Linked DNA regions of Sus scrofa: region 2 is linked to region 1. The links are chromatin contacts, called in public Hi-C maps. All regions are on one chromosome and are shown on one strand. The core of a region is the stretch at or near the end of the contact, and the rest is flanking DNA. Distances in the headings are between cores, read along the strand shown.

Region 1 (6,408 bases), core at 2,512-5,011:
ATCTAGAATAAGATCACCTGAATTCAAATCCTGGCTGCACTAGTGCTTATTTTTTTAACTCAACTATGACATGGTGGTAATAATACCATCTTTATAGATTTGTTGTGAGGGTTAAATGAAATACTATATGTAAAATGACCATGCCAGGTTCATAATAAATGCTTAGTAAAATAGGATATTGTCATTATTCTAGGTACAGTGCAGCCACAAAATCATTATATTTAGAAAGGGACAAAGAGGGAGATGAAAGGAGATATAGATAAGAATAGTTCTAGAGTTGCCTCAAATGAATTTTTTTCATTGTTTGAAAAATAATAGAAATTGGAAAGTACTTGTTGTTAGCTCTGTTACATAGAGTTATTTTGGAAATTAAATATTTATCCATATAAACTGCTTTGCGATACATAAGTATTGAGTTTAGACCCTGAGATTTTTGGAGAGGAGTTGAAACAGCCATGTCTCCACATGGATTAATACTGAAGGTTCATGTTGAGTAGTGTGAACAGAGTACTGGCAACATAATTAATGGGACTCAGTGCAAAATAAAAAATACATGGCTTCTTTAAATAAATTATTAAGGATTTCAGGGAGGCAACAGCAAAGCATTTAACCAAGCATGGGACCCTTCTAAGCATAGGCCTCAAGCAGGCAGCCCTGCCATGAAGCTTATAGACATGTAAGCAATGATGGTTATTTTTCTTTTTTAAATTGACACTTCTCTTCTCAATAAACAAGTGTTGGGTACCTCCTAGCTCGTGAGCACTGGTAGACAGAGGGTAAGTGCGCCACTTTCCTCTCCTGTGAGAAGAGTTGAAGATAACACAGAGAAAGCCCCCATTTCAAACATAGGACAGGGATAATAGATAATGTTTTTTAGGTACCAGAACTAGTTCTTCTGTTCTGAAGGTGTGTTAGTCTGTTTGGGCTGCTCTTCCAAAATACCACTGGTTTATAAACCGCAGAAACATAAGATTGCGGTGTTAGTGTGATTATGTTTTGGTGAGAGTCCTCTTGCTGGTTCATAGCTGGTGCCTTCTTAACTGTGTCCTCACGTGGTGGAAAGGGAGAGGGATCTCTGTGGAGTCTGTTCTATAAGAACATGAATCCCATTTATGACAGCTTCACCCTCATGACCTTAGCACCTTCCAAAGGCCCCACCTCCTAACCCTATTTTCTTTGGGGGTTAGGATTTTATCATAAGAATTTTGGGAGGACAGAAACATTCACACCCTAGCAGAAGTTACGTATAATTAAATATTATGTTTTGAAAGAATAACCAGAAAGAGAAACTTTGCTGGATAATTTCGTTGCTTTCTCTTTAAAGAAAGAAAAAACATTTTTTTTCTATTAAAAAAATTTCATGTACTCAGAAGTCATGTATGCTAATATAAATATCATGGGAATATAAATATCATGTTACATGCCCATGAGTTAGGTTACTAGGGGACTCCTTCCCCATAATTCGATATTTTATGTGGAAATAAAACTTGTAAACAATTTCTTAAGATGGTGTAAGAGGGCATACTAATTATTTTTTTGTGTTTTAGACACTGTCGGTATAATTGAGACCCTTTTAGTACTGCTGTAAAGTTCAGGATCTATATTCTGAGATACACGTACCACAAAAAGTATGCAAAATACAACATTTAACCAAATCCATGAATTGATAAAGAAAGTATTTTGCAACAGTTTTAGAGTATGCATATTAAAAGATGCTAAGATGCTTGATTACTAAGAAGAATTCCTGTAGTTGATAAAGTCTTAAATTTGGTGGGATTTAATGAAATACAAATACCGTGAAATGATCCTATTGAAATCATTTACTAGGATTTTGACCATTGCTATGTAAACTTTGTTTTCCTTATAGAATGTCTCTTCAGAATATGAATATGTATTGATTATTTTAAAGGAAAGATCAGCATTTCTGTCATAATAGCTGTGAACGATGTGTAAGTGATAAATGTGTTTATGTGAAGAGGTATTTTTTCTTTTACTAATTGTATAAACAAATGTCTAATGAATCCAGCTTTGAGAAAATTCCCAAACCAGTATTCTTCTCTTGACTCTAGGCACAACCTTTGATTTAGTTTTATTTATACAACCTAGAGATTGATTGATTTTTATGCAAGGATGAGGGCACTGAACTGTGATTGTTACACATCTTGGTGATGCACCTGTACTTTCAATATTTAAGCCCACATCTTTTCTTCTTTAATGTTAAAATATCAGCTTTTTTTCACGGCAGAGAGAGGTAGAATAGAGCTTGTGTTATACCTCAGTTTCATTGCTGCCACGTGACCTCCAGCCAACACCTGTCAGTTGGGGAGCTACCTGATTTCTCTTTCACTGTCAAGCTTGGGCATACTCAGGGAGAATGCACCTGCCACAGATCTCTTTTGTTTTTGAACTGGTCATCACTGACGCTGGCCAAGAGAGACAGCTGGTGGGCTTGTGTACCTACCCAACCCACCTTATGGGTTTTCCCTTCTATTTTGGGAAAACAAAGTTGAAATTTATCACCAGCTTTGGCACTAGACTTGGTATTTATTGTGATGAACAAGTTGATCATATTACAGAATCATCCAGGACACCCTTCCTTTCTACCTTCCACCACCCAAAGAGAAAAGTTTCTTGCTGCCTAATTTATTATACCATATGCTTGCGTGTGTGATCAGGGGCAGCGTGCACATCTTTAGATAAACCATGATCCTGGGTGATTCAAGAGACTGTTCCTAGTGGCAATAGAATTTAATAGCTATTTAGTACTTTAGAAAAGAGATATCTGCTTGTAGTAGGCTAAGAGACCTTAATTCCTCATTTATCCACTAGCTAACCATAGGGCTTTGGCTAAGACACTACAGTTTCCTCACCCATAAAATTGGTACAGATGAATAAAATCAATTTTTTTTTCTGTGGTGGTGGTTAAGAGCATAGGCTTTGGAGTCAGAAAGACCTAGGTTTGTTCTGGGCTTCACACTCATTCACTTTCCCTCATCTGAAAAACAGAGGTCTGTTACAAAGGGGAGAATTTATGTAAAGAGCATATTCATGGTACATAGGAAGCACTTAATACATTACAGGTCTTAAAATTATTATTCCTTTTCAACTTAAAGGCATCTATCTCTACATTGGTTTTATGCTTTCATTTTTTTAAATGAATACATATAGTACTTTCCTTGTGCCAGGTCCTGTTCTAAACATATTATGAATACTGTCTTTATTTAATTCTTATGGCTGCCCTAATAAGGTGAGTACTTTTTAAAATCTTGAATGTGAAATTAAGGGACAAACAATCTAGTCACTGCTGGGAAGTGACTAAGCCAGATGCTTTAAAAATAACATTATCATTTGATTTATGTATACTCTCTTTTGGTTTTTTTTTTCCCCTTAAAATACAAGTCTATGCATTGTAATTTTGGTTCTTCTCAGAAAGATCTGAGGTAATGTTAGGTAGCTTACTCTACTCCCAACTAGATGGTCCTCAGTGACTTTAGTCAGGCCGGCTGAGGTAGCCCATTTTTGTCACCAGGGTGTGCTGTGAGTCCACGAATCTGAGCTTCCTGCAGCTGCTGCGAGGCTTGAGGGGGCGGGGGCTCTCCCTGGCTTTCCCTGCTGCTTAGCGACCACAGGTTTTTCATCCTGGCTCTTTACCATCACCTGGGCAACTGCCGGAGCCCCCAAGTTATTTTCTCTTTGTGTTATGCCATCCTTCCCGGCTCACTGGTGTCCTCGTGTAAACGAAGGAGCCAGAGCCGCTGGCTGGTGAGCGGAGTGCCTGGCCACCCCAGAAGAGCTCGATGTTGTTAAGCATTATGATGCTGCCACCACACTCATTATTTTGCTAAATAAGAAATCAGTATGAGGTCGCTAAATTGATGGCTTTTTAAAATTTGATATCAACAGCATTTTGTTAAACTTGCCACTGCTTTTAGGTCTTGCATTTTAGTGCCTTTTGTGCCAAGTTCCCCGTGAATCTGGAATTAATCAGGGCTGCATCAAAATTCCCATAGGTTTTGATAGATAAGCCCCTACTGAATGTTAATATTTTCTGTAACCAAAATGCCCTATAATTATGAATAAGTATTGCCTGGGACTCTGATTATAAAGGATCACTTTATATTCATTTGTGGATTAGAAGGCATACTTGAAATGTCTCTGCGTATGAATTATGAAAAAAAAACCAGATTGGTTTAAAGTCTTAGGGTGAGTAACTACATACACACATACGCACACATAAGAGGTTTGATATGGCAGTGTCTCTGGCACACTAATCTGTGTTGTATAGTAAATTAGGAAAACTTTTCATGCCTTTAATCATTCTTTTTTAAAAAAATGAATTCATCTCTTGTTGGTTATTATCTTAGCAAATGTAATTAGTGGGAAGTTTAAAAAACTAACTCACCAAAATGAAGTTATTAGCATAGCTATATGATCCTGTTTTTATTTATTTATTTATTTATTTATTTTTATTTTATTTATTTTGTTATTTTATTTCCTTCTCTCTCTCTCTCTCTCTCTCTCTTTTTTTTTTTTTTTTGTATGTTCTAGGGCTGCACCCATGGCATATGGCGGTTCCCAAGCTAGGGGTCTAATCAGAGCTGTAGCTGCCAGCCTACTCCAGAGCCACAGCAACACGGGATCTGAGCCGCATCTGCGACCTACACCACAGCTCCCAGCAAAGCCGGATCCTTAACCCACTGAATGAGGCCAGGGATCAAACCCACAAACTTATGGTTCCTAGTTGGATTTGTTAACCACCGAGCCACGAGGGGAACTCCATGATCCTATTTTAGAAGTTTGTTATGTGCATTATTTTCAGTATATTAATTATTCTATAGTTTTCCTCCAAAGGATACTTATTTCTTTGCTCTTATAGGGGTTTGTCAGGAGTCTAGGCTGCTTTTTGAAACCTCTTGGGAAATGATTTACATTATTTTGGCAAAGAGACTTCTTTTTCTAGATGTGTCTTTAAGCAAACAGTGTTTGTATAACCATTTTGTGTAGCAGCATTCAGCTTGAGGATAACAGCCTTCACATGCTTGATGAAATGACGAAATCACTAACCAGCAGGATTCTTAAATAGGGTCAGCATTTTATAGCGATGTGATAATTCTGTTTAATGTGGAAATGATTACAGCATCTAATATGTGTGGAATTCCTGCTTGGTGACCACTTGCTTGAAGGAAAAAAACGAAAACAATGTAAGAAATTCTAGTCTGGTTTTTTTCATTGTGAATACATTTCTGGCCATTTTATTTAATTTAATCCAGCCAATAATAGATTGGCTCTTACAAATACTTTGATGTGTAAAGTCTCTCTTCAGGCCACTATGGAATGAGTATCCTGCATTAACCTTGCTTCACACTAAAGTGAATAAGAGATATAGGATTTTTGAACTGCATGTGTAAATTTCAATTTTACTGGAAAAGTTAGCAAAGAAAACATTATTGAAGAAATTAAAATAATTAGACGAGATTGTTTTATGAACAACACAAGGTGTCATAATTTGCTAAGAGAGTAGATTTTAAATGTTCTAGTCACAAAAAAGAGATGGTAATTATGTGACATGGTGGACATGTTAGCTAATCCTATGTTGGTAAACATTTTGAAATATTTGTTTACCAAATCAATAACCAAATGCAGTATGTTAATTTTATCTCAAGAAAGCTGAAAAAAAAAAAAAAAGCCTGTGTGAAAGATTGTGCCAAGTTCAATTCTGTATTTAGGTTCTTTTCAAACTAAAAAAAGTTATCAGGTCTCATGCTCGGCAAAGGTTTTCTCCCCTCTGTTGATTTAAATGACAGTTTTTTCCTATCTCTATTTTTTTTCAAACTTATTTATTGAGGAAATTTTAGGGATAAAATTCTGGTACGTGGCTGGATGTGCATGAACATATACCAAATAAGGCATTTACCACTTTTTTCATGTTCGTTACTTATCTCTTGGAAATGTATCAGTATCTTAAATATGTGGAATGCGTATAGGTTAAAGACACTTTTTTATCCTAAAAAGCAAAACTTAAAAATTATTGATGACTGGGAGTTCCCGTCATGGCGCAGTGGTTAACGAATCCGACTAGGAACCATGAGGTTGCGGGTTCGGTCCTTGCCCTTGCTCAGTGGGTTAACGATCCGGCGTTGCTGTGAGCTGTGGTGTAGGTTGCAGACGCGGCTCGGATCCCGCGTTGCTGTGGCTCTGGCGTAGGCCGGTGGCTACAGCTCCGATTCAACCCCTAGCCTGGGAACCTCCATATGCCGCGGGAGCGGCCCAAGAAATAGCAACAACAACAACAACAACAACAACAAAAAGACAAAAGACAAAAAAAAAAAAAAAAAAAATTATTGATGACTGGAAGTGCAAAGGATACATTACATATTTATTTATAAGGAATCCATTTCCTTATTCTAA
Region 2 (6,269 bases), core at 394-2,893, 190 kb after region 1:
AGGTGTAGCTGTTAATCCTTCCAGCCGCACAGAAGTCTCCAGGAGCGGTTGGGCTAGCTGAGAGCAAGACGTATGCTTTTCATGTACTCCCAGGCTGGGCTGAGGGATTATTGATTTTCTTTCACAGTTGTAAAAACAGCAATTGGTGATCATGCCACACATACAGTACACACCAACTTAGCAAGACCTCTCGCTTTCCTCTCTGGAAAAAAAAAAATCTGCCTCGTATTCTTTAATATTTAACATTCAACTTTCCAACTTAATGTTTTCCATGAGGCTCTTTTTAAATATCAACTACACGAGACAGAAAATAGCCACTGATTATTAGTTTCGTGTTGTTGTTGTTGTTGTTTTTAATGAAAGAATGGTTTCAAGAAACTTCTTGCATTTGGCTGTAACAGTCAAATTTTTCCTTGCTGGCTTGCACGCACATACACTGCTTGTCCTGGTGACAGCGCAGAGCTTGGTATTCAGATGCCTCAAGATACCAAGCCATTTCTTTCTAGAGAGTAAAACCAAGTAAACTTTCTGGGACAATCATAAGGAAAAACACGGGAAACACTTACCAGGAAGACGAGAAAAAAGCAATCCCATATATTCTGCGGCTATAGCTGTAATTCCACTGCTTGTGAACTGGAGTGATAACCCTCCCCCCTCTCCCAGCTCCAAGTCCAGTCCTCACAAAGCCCGCGGCAGCTGCAGGCTGAGCTGGTCCTGTTAGGATCACTTCTCCACCGAGAAGCCAGCGAGGGACAGCATTCCAGTTTACTGCACAGCCCACCTTCAAGTCTGAAGTTAAAGCTTCACCTCGCAGTGGTTGAAGAAGGGGGTGATGTCATAGATGGGCAGGACTTAGCCCAGCTCCGTTCAGTGAGGTAACTGGAAGATCAGACGGAAGAGCTTTGCGAACGCTAGAGGGAGTGAGAGCAGCCAAAATGAGGCGCCCAGCCTGCCAAAGCTAGGATGCCATTTGGTTTGGAGGTAGCCCTTTGAAATCGCAACATTTTCTATAAGTTTACTACAGCAGGGTAGTGGTAGCAAGCTTATAAAAAATACAAGAATGTTAGAAGGGTATTTATAAGCTGACAATAGAAAAACACAAGTTCTTTTTCTTTTTAAGCCATTAGCATTAAAAGGAAGTTAAGCAAAATTATGTTATTTTCATTTTTGATTAGTTACAGTAACGCTATAATTATGAAGGCTAGTAACTCCGATGGTGAATAGTTATTTGAGAAATGAATAAAAAGCAGGTACATATACATAACAGATTTATTTAAGGGAAGGAAACAAGAATGCTAAAAGGTTAAAAAAAAAGTAACCAGTTTTTGTTTTTGCTTTCCTCTGGAGGTAATAAGTTATTGTTTTTTATGTATATGTTTTAGGAAGTGAAAGTGTTTTTCGTATACTCCACTATTTGTCTATCTTCTTTAGAACTTAGTAGATACTAGGTCTTTCATATTTAGGGAACCTTCCCTAAAGTAAAAAGTTTTTGAAAAGTTGAATATTTCCCTTTCTGATACGTTTTTGCTACTCTGAACATGAGTTAAGGTACAAACATCTTAAGAAGAAAGAAACCTTTCAGGGGTAGTGTTGCCTGTATTTAAATTGTTTTATTTTAATTTAGGTACATGAATAAACACTGGACAGAGCAGAGCAGAGACATGAATTTCTATGTATAATTAGCAGAATTATAGACATATTTTCCGTTATGATGTTCATAGACTGGTTTCTGCTATTTGGTCAACAATTGCATTGGACCCATAAGTTTTCCATTAAATGCATTCATTTCACTCTTTAATGTTGTTGGGAAGAACATTGCTTTTATATTTATCATGAGGGCAATTTCCTTAAACTAATATTATTTGTTTTATTCTTAGAGGTTCACAGCATTCTTCTTTGTGCTTTTTTGAAGATTCTGTCTGTGTTTGTTTCTCAAGGAGGCCAGCTAATTGTCTTTCCCAGGAGTATTCGATTGGTCTCTTCATTAGCTTCATTTAGTTTATCTATTTACATGTTTCTTTGATAGCAGTTTGACCTTCTGAGTTCCTAGCCAAGAATGAGTGATATCAAAGTAGAAGGTGAACTCTTGATAAGAGGTATATTGACCCCTATTGTTTCATGATTGCACTTGTACTGGCCTTTGAGGGCAGACCCATTAAATACAGGAGTTTTGGAATTCTAATATATGTTGAAAAGCCAATTTCTTAGAAATGTTAGCTAGCAAAAGTTGAACTGAGATGCAGCTGCTGGATTTCTGGAGGAAAAGGAGATGGGGATAACAGATAATCTCTCAGTAAAGGGTGGATTTTTCTTTTGCAACTGCAAAGTAAATACATGGATTAAATTATTTTATGAAATAATTCTTTCTAGACGCTATTTTCAGTTGGGAGTTGATTATATTTAAAAGGACTTTTTTGCCTGGCCAAATTCCTATGGGTTTATATCCATACTTAATCACTCTTGTCTCCATTCAGGCAGACTGTAAACAGAAAAGAAAGATAAATGGACAGTTTTGGTTGTTAGTATCTACACGAAGGTATATTGGCCTGGGAATTAGGAGTTCTGAGGTTTCCAGTCCCTAGCCTGCCATTAGGTATATGATTTCATATTATCTGCTCTGGGCTTTAGTTTCACCACATGGCAAATAAAGGCAGCAGGAATTTATTGAATACCAATTATGTATCATTCCTTTTTTTAAAAGATGTGGATTAACGTGTAGAAGACAAGAGATTATGAAAAATGTAATCTGTACCAGAGGCACTAACTTTGGAGGCAACCTCTTGAGATAGCTCTCATCATCCTACCCTGTCCAAAAATATAGACTCTTTGGCTGCTTCCATTTGTTTTTGGGTTTTGTTTCTGTTCTTTTTCTTTTTCTTTCTTTTTTTTTTTTAATTTCTTGCTCTTATTGGCTGTATGAAATTCTGCCAATTGGAGGTGAATTTATGATAACATATACCCTTTTTGAAATAAAATGTACTGCCTCTGGAAAGATTTGCATTATCCTGAATTAATTCAGATTGCTTTCTCCTCTGTTACCTAAGAGAGATTAACTAAACTAAGGGGGATGGCTGTCCTGGTTGTAGGGGAAGGAAGGCAGGCAGTTTTCAGTGAGAAGCCCTTCAAGCTGTGATAGGAAGGGAGGGGCTGATTCTCATGGAAGAGAAAACTCAGCTCAGAGTGGATGAACCCTTGTAGTCTAATGTTTAAAAGCATGTCTTTCATAGATATGTCTAGCATACCTGAGCTCCATCTTGGCTTTACCACAAATTACTTAATCTTTCTTCGCTTTGCTGTGCTTGCTTGCTTGCTTGCTTTCTTTTTTCTTTCTTTCTTTCTTTCTTTCTTTCTTTCTTTCTTTCTTTCTTTTCTTTCTTTCTCTCTTTCTTTCAGTATAGTTAATTTATAGTGTTGTGTCAATTTCTGCTATACAGCAAAGTGACCCATCTCATTTATATATATTCCCTTTCTTATATTATGTTCTCATATTATCTTCCATCATGCTCCATCCCAAGGGCCACATGGGTATAGTTCCATGGGCTATACAGCAGGACCTTATTGCTTATCCATTCTAAATGTAAGCAAACATTGCATCTACTAACCCCAAACTCCCAGTCCATCCTGCTCTCTCCCCCAGCCCCATTGTCATCCACAAGGCTGATCTCTACTAAATCTTCTGAAATCATTAGCCCAGTGCCTGACTTGTAGTAAGTACCAAATGAAAGGTAACTGCCACTATTAAGGTGAGGGCATCTGAGGACCTGGAAAAAGGGACATTAAGAAGTGGTAGAAGTATGCACAGAGGGAGGTCAGAGAAGACCAATGACAGATTTTTTTCACACTCTTCAAAATTTCCCTTTGAAGTAGTTCCTGACAAAAGAGGTGGGCGAATAAGATTTTTTTGTTGATTTTTTTTTTTTCTGTTGTCTTCATGGATTTCATGGTCCTGTATTTCCAGAATTAGAATTTAGTTGATTGTTTCAGATTGAAAAGGCATTTATCTTTTTTTTTTTTTTTTTTTTGTATTTTGTTCTGTTTTGTGGGCTAGCCTGTGACTCTAACACTGTACAACAGAAACTGCGTTTCAGATTGTAAACAACTGGCTTGAAAGTGAACACTATTAGCAGATTACAGTTTTAAAATTCTAGGACTGCCTAAACTGGTCTTATTGAAGGACTTTGTTTTTTTTTTTTTTTTTTTTAACATGAATTTTCTTTTTTTTCTTTTTTTTTTTTTAATAGTTATTTCCCCAATATGAGTTTTTTTTCCTACTATACAGCATGGTGACCCAGTTACACATACATGTACACATTCTATTTTCTCACATTATCATGCTCCATCATAAAGTTTATTGAAGGACTTTGTGTTCTGTTTTTGTGAGAGGGTATGAAATGTTCCCTGATAGAGGACTGGAGTGGGGGTGGGGGATGGGGGGGTAGGGAGTGGAGCTGGATTTGGAATCAGGTTTCCCAGGCTCTGTTATTTCCTTGTGTCCAAGTGAAAACAACAGCAGCAACCAAACATTATTTATAAGCAACTCCCAGGTGAAAGGAACAGTTTCATTCCAGCCTTCCAACATGTAGACTTAAGCTACTTCATTCATTCATTTCTTCACTGTGCACAGTCATTATGTTTCCTTGTAAAGGAAGCTAGTAGAGGACTAGATGATCACCAGATCTTAGAATGTATTAAAATGCTTTTAGGTCTTAGAAAGAAACATTCTTAATGATTTTTCTTCATGAGAATAAAGCCTTCAAAGTTGTGTGAAAAGCAAACAAAATCAGCTCAAGCTTTTGGTATGTTAAATGTTATCAGTTGAGATTTTTTTGGTTGTAAATGATTGGAAGTTCAAGCCTTACTATTTGATCAACAGTTGAAATCTACTGGTTCATGTAACTGAGATGGTCAAATGTATGACTGGCTTCAGGTAAAGCTTGATACAGTGGCTTAAAATGTGTCAACAGGAATATAGTTTTTCTCTGGCTCTGCCTTTTTCAGTGTTGGCATCCTCCCCAGGCCATATACAGCAGATCCTTGGCAGCTCCAGGCTTTCCCCTTAGGCAGTGACAGTTCCACATATTACATTCTCTTATTGCAGCTTTCAAGGAAGAGAGATCACCTCCAGAAGCCCTGCACATGCTCAGATGTATGAGTCACTCTTTCTCATTTTTTTAAACTTGGTCATAGTTTATTCCTGAACCTGTTACAGGAAGATGGACGCAGGGGTTAGGGGGGTGATATTTGGTGAACTTAAGCCCCCTGTAAGAGCTGAGAGCTGTTGGTAGGGTCAACCCCACTCAGATACATGGCTGAGAATGGAGGAGAGGATATGGTCCTTGGGACAAGTGGACACTATTAATTTGAGAAGGAAGGAATGGATGCAGGAGATTAACTCATTTTGGGAGGATTTGGCATGCTGAAACTTGGGCATGTTTTATAAATTTATAAACTTGAAGCTGCTCTTTTTTTCCCCCTTTCTTCTTCTTCTTTTTTTCAAGCCAAAGTTTCTGTTTAAATTGCCAAAACATCTTTCAAAGATTTTTCTATTTCTAGACCCTCTCAAGTCTAGCCCAATTTTTTTCTGTCAACAGGTAGTGATGCATGTCAGGGCAAATCAGTACTACATCTTAACTTGAGCCTATGGGATGTTAATAAAATAGAGAGAGAGTGCACATTCAGCTATCTGTAATTCTGTGAAGTCAGGCCAGATGCTTGATGCACCAGTTAGAAACTGTACCGCATCTTTCTGAACAATTCCAAAGGGTATTGAAGAAATAATTAGATTATAGCAGGTCACAGATGCCTTAGAATACTAAATGATTTTTAAAATGCTGTATTAAACTGCTCTTCTGTTCTGATTTTGCCTTTTATTAGTCAACATTTAAAATGTACCTAAAAACAATCACATGTCTCTTTTAAGTATATTTCCAAAACATACTGCGCTGGAGTGAGATCTGTCATTACAGGACTTGAAACAGAAATCAAAGCAAAAATCAGGTGGTTCTTTACCTGCCTGCTTGCCTGTCTGCCCGCCCTCTGGTATACGCTTTTCTCCCCCAGCATCCAAGTTAGACTCTTATTACACTGTAGAGATTGGGAGAAAGGTGGTTTATTTAAAAAACTGAGATAAAAGCACCCCTTTGGCCTCCCAGGAAAGAGAGGAGAAATTGTGGGTCAGAACAAGTTAGTACCTGGCCACTGGTGATGGGCTGAGGCAGCTGGCTAGTGCAGAACTGAGAACCTGCTCATTCCCGCTTCCTTCTCTCTTC

The links. Hi-C and Micro-C count contacts between places; a contact is called where the count stands out from the background.
Region 2: a Hi-C map of embryonic fibroblasts shows a contact between it and region 1, with 4 times the contacts expected there. The contact joins the promoter of FLRT3 here to the enhancer-like site in region 1. A contact is called at or near these places in 9 of 47 Hi-C or Micro-C datasets (embryonic fibroblasts, fetal heart ventricle, fetal skeletal muscle and 4 more).

What each region holds. Positions count from the first base shown.
Region 1 is chr17:22,762,495-22,768,902 of Sscrofa11.1, forward strand. All of the region lies in intron 3 of MACROD2 (O-acetyl-ADP-ribose deacetylase MACROD2), which reads left to right. Among named protein-coding and RNA genes, the nearest start is that of MACROD2, 130 kb to the left of the region's middle. Within about 2 kb of position 3,762, at least 11 of the 83 cell types and tissues checked have an H3K27ac peak or open chromatin away from gene starts, as enhancers often do. A contact at or near this core is called in embryonic fibroblasts, where this site is marked.
Region 2 is chr17:22,953,634-22,959,902 of Sscrofa11.1, forward strand. FLRT3 (leucine-rich repeat transmembrane protein FLRT3) reads right to left here and starts at 1,644. Exons shown (of 3, transcript XM_001926449.6): 1 at 567-1,644. All of the region lies in intron 3 of MACROD2 (O-acetyl-ADP-ribose deacetylase MACROD2), which reads left to right.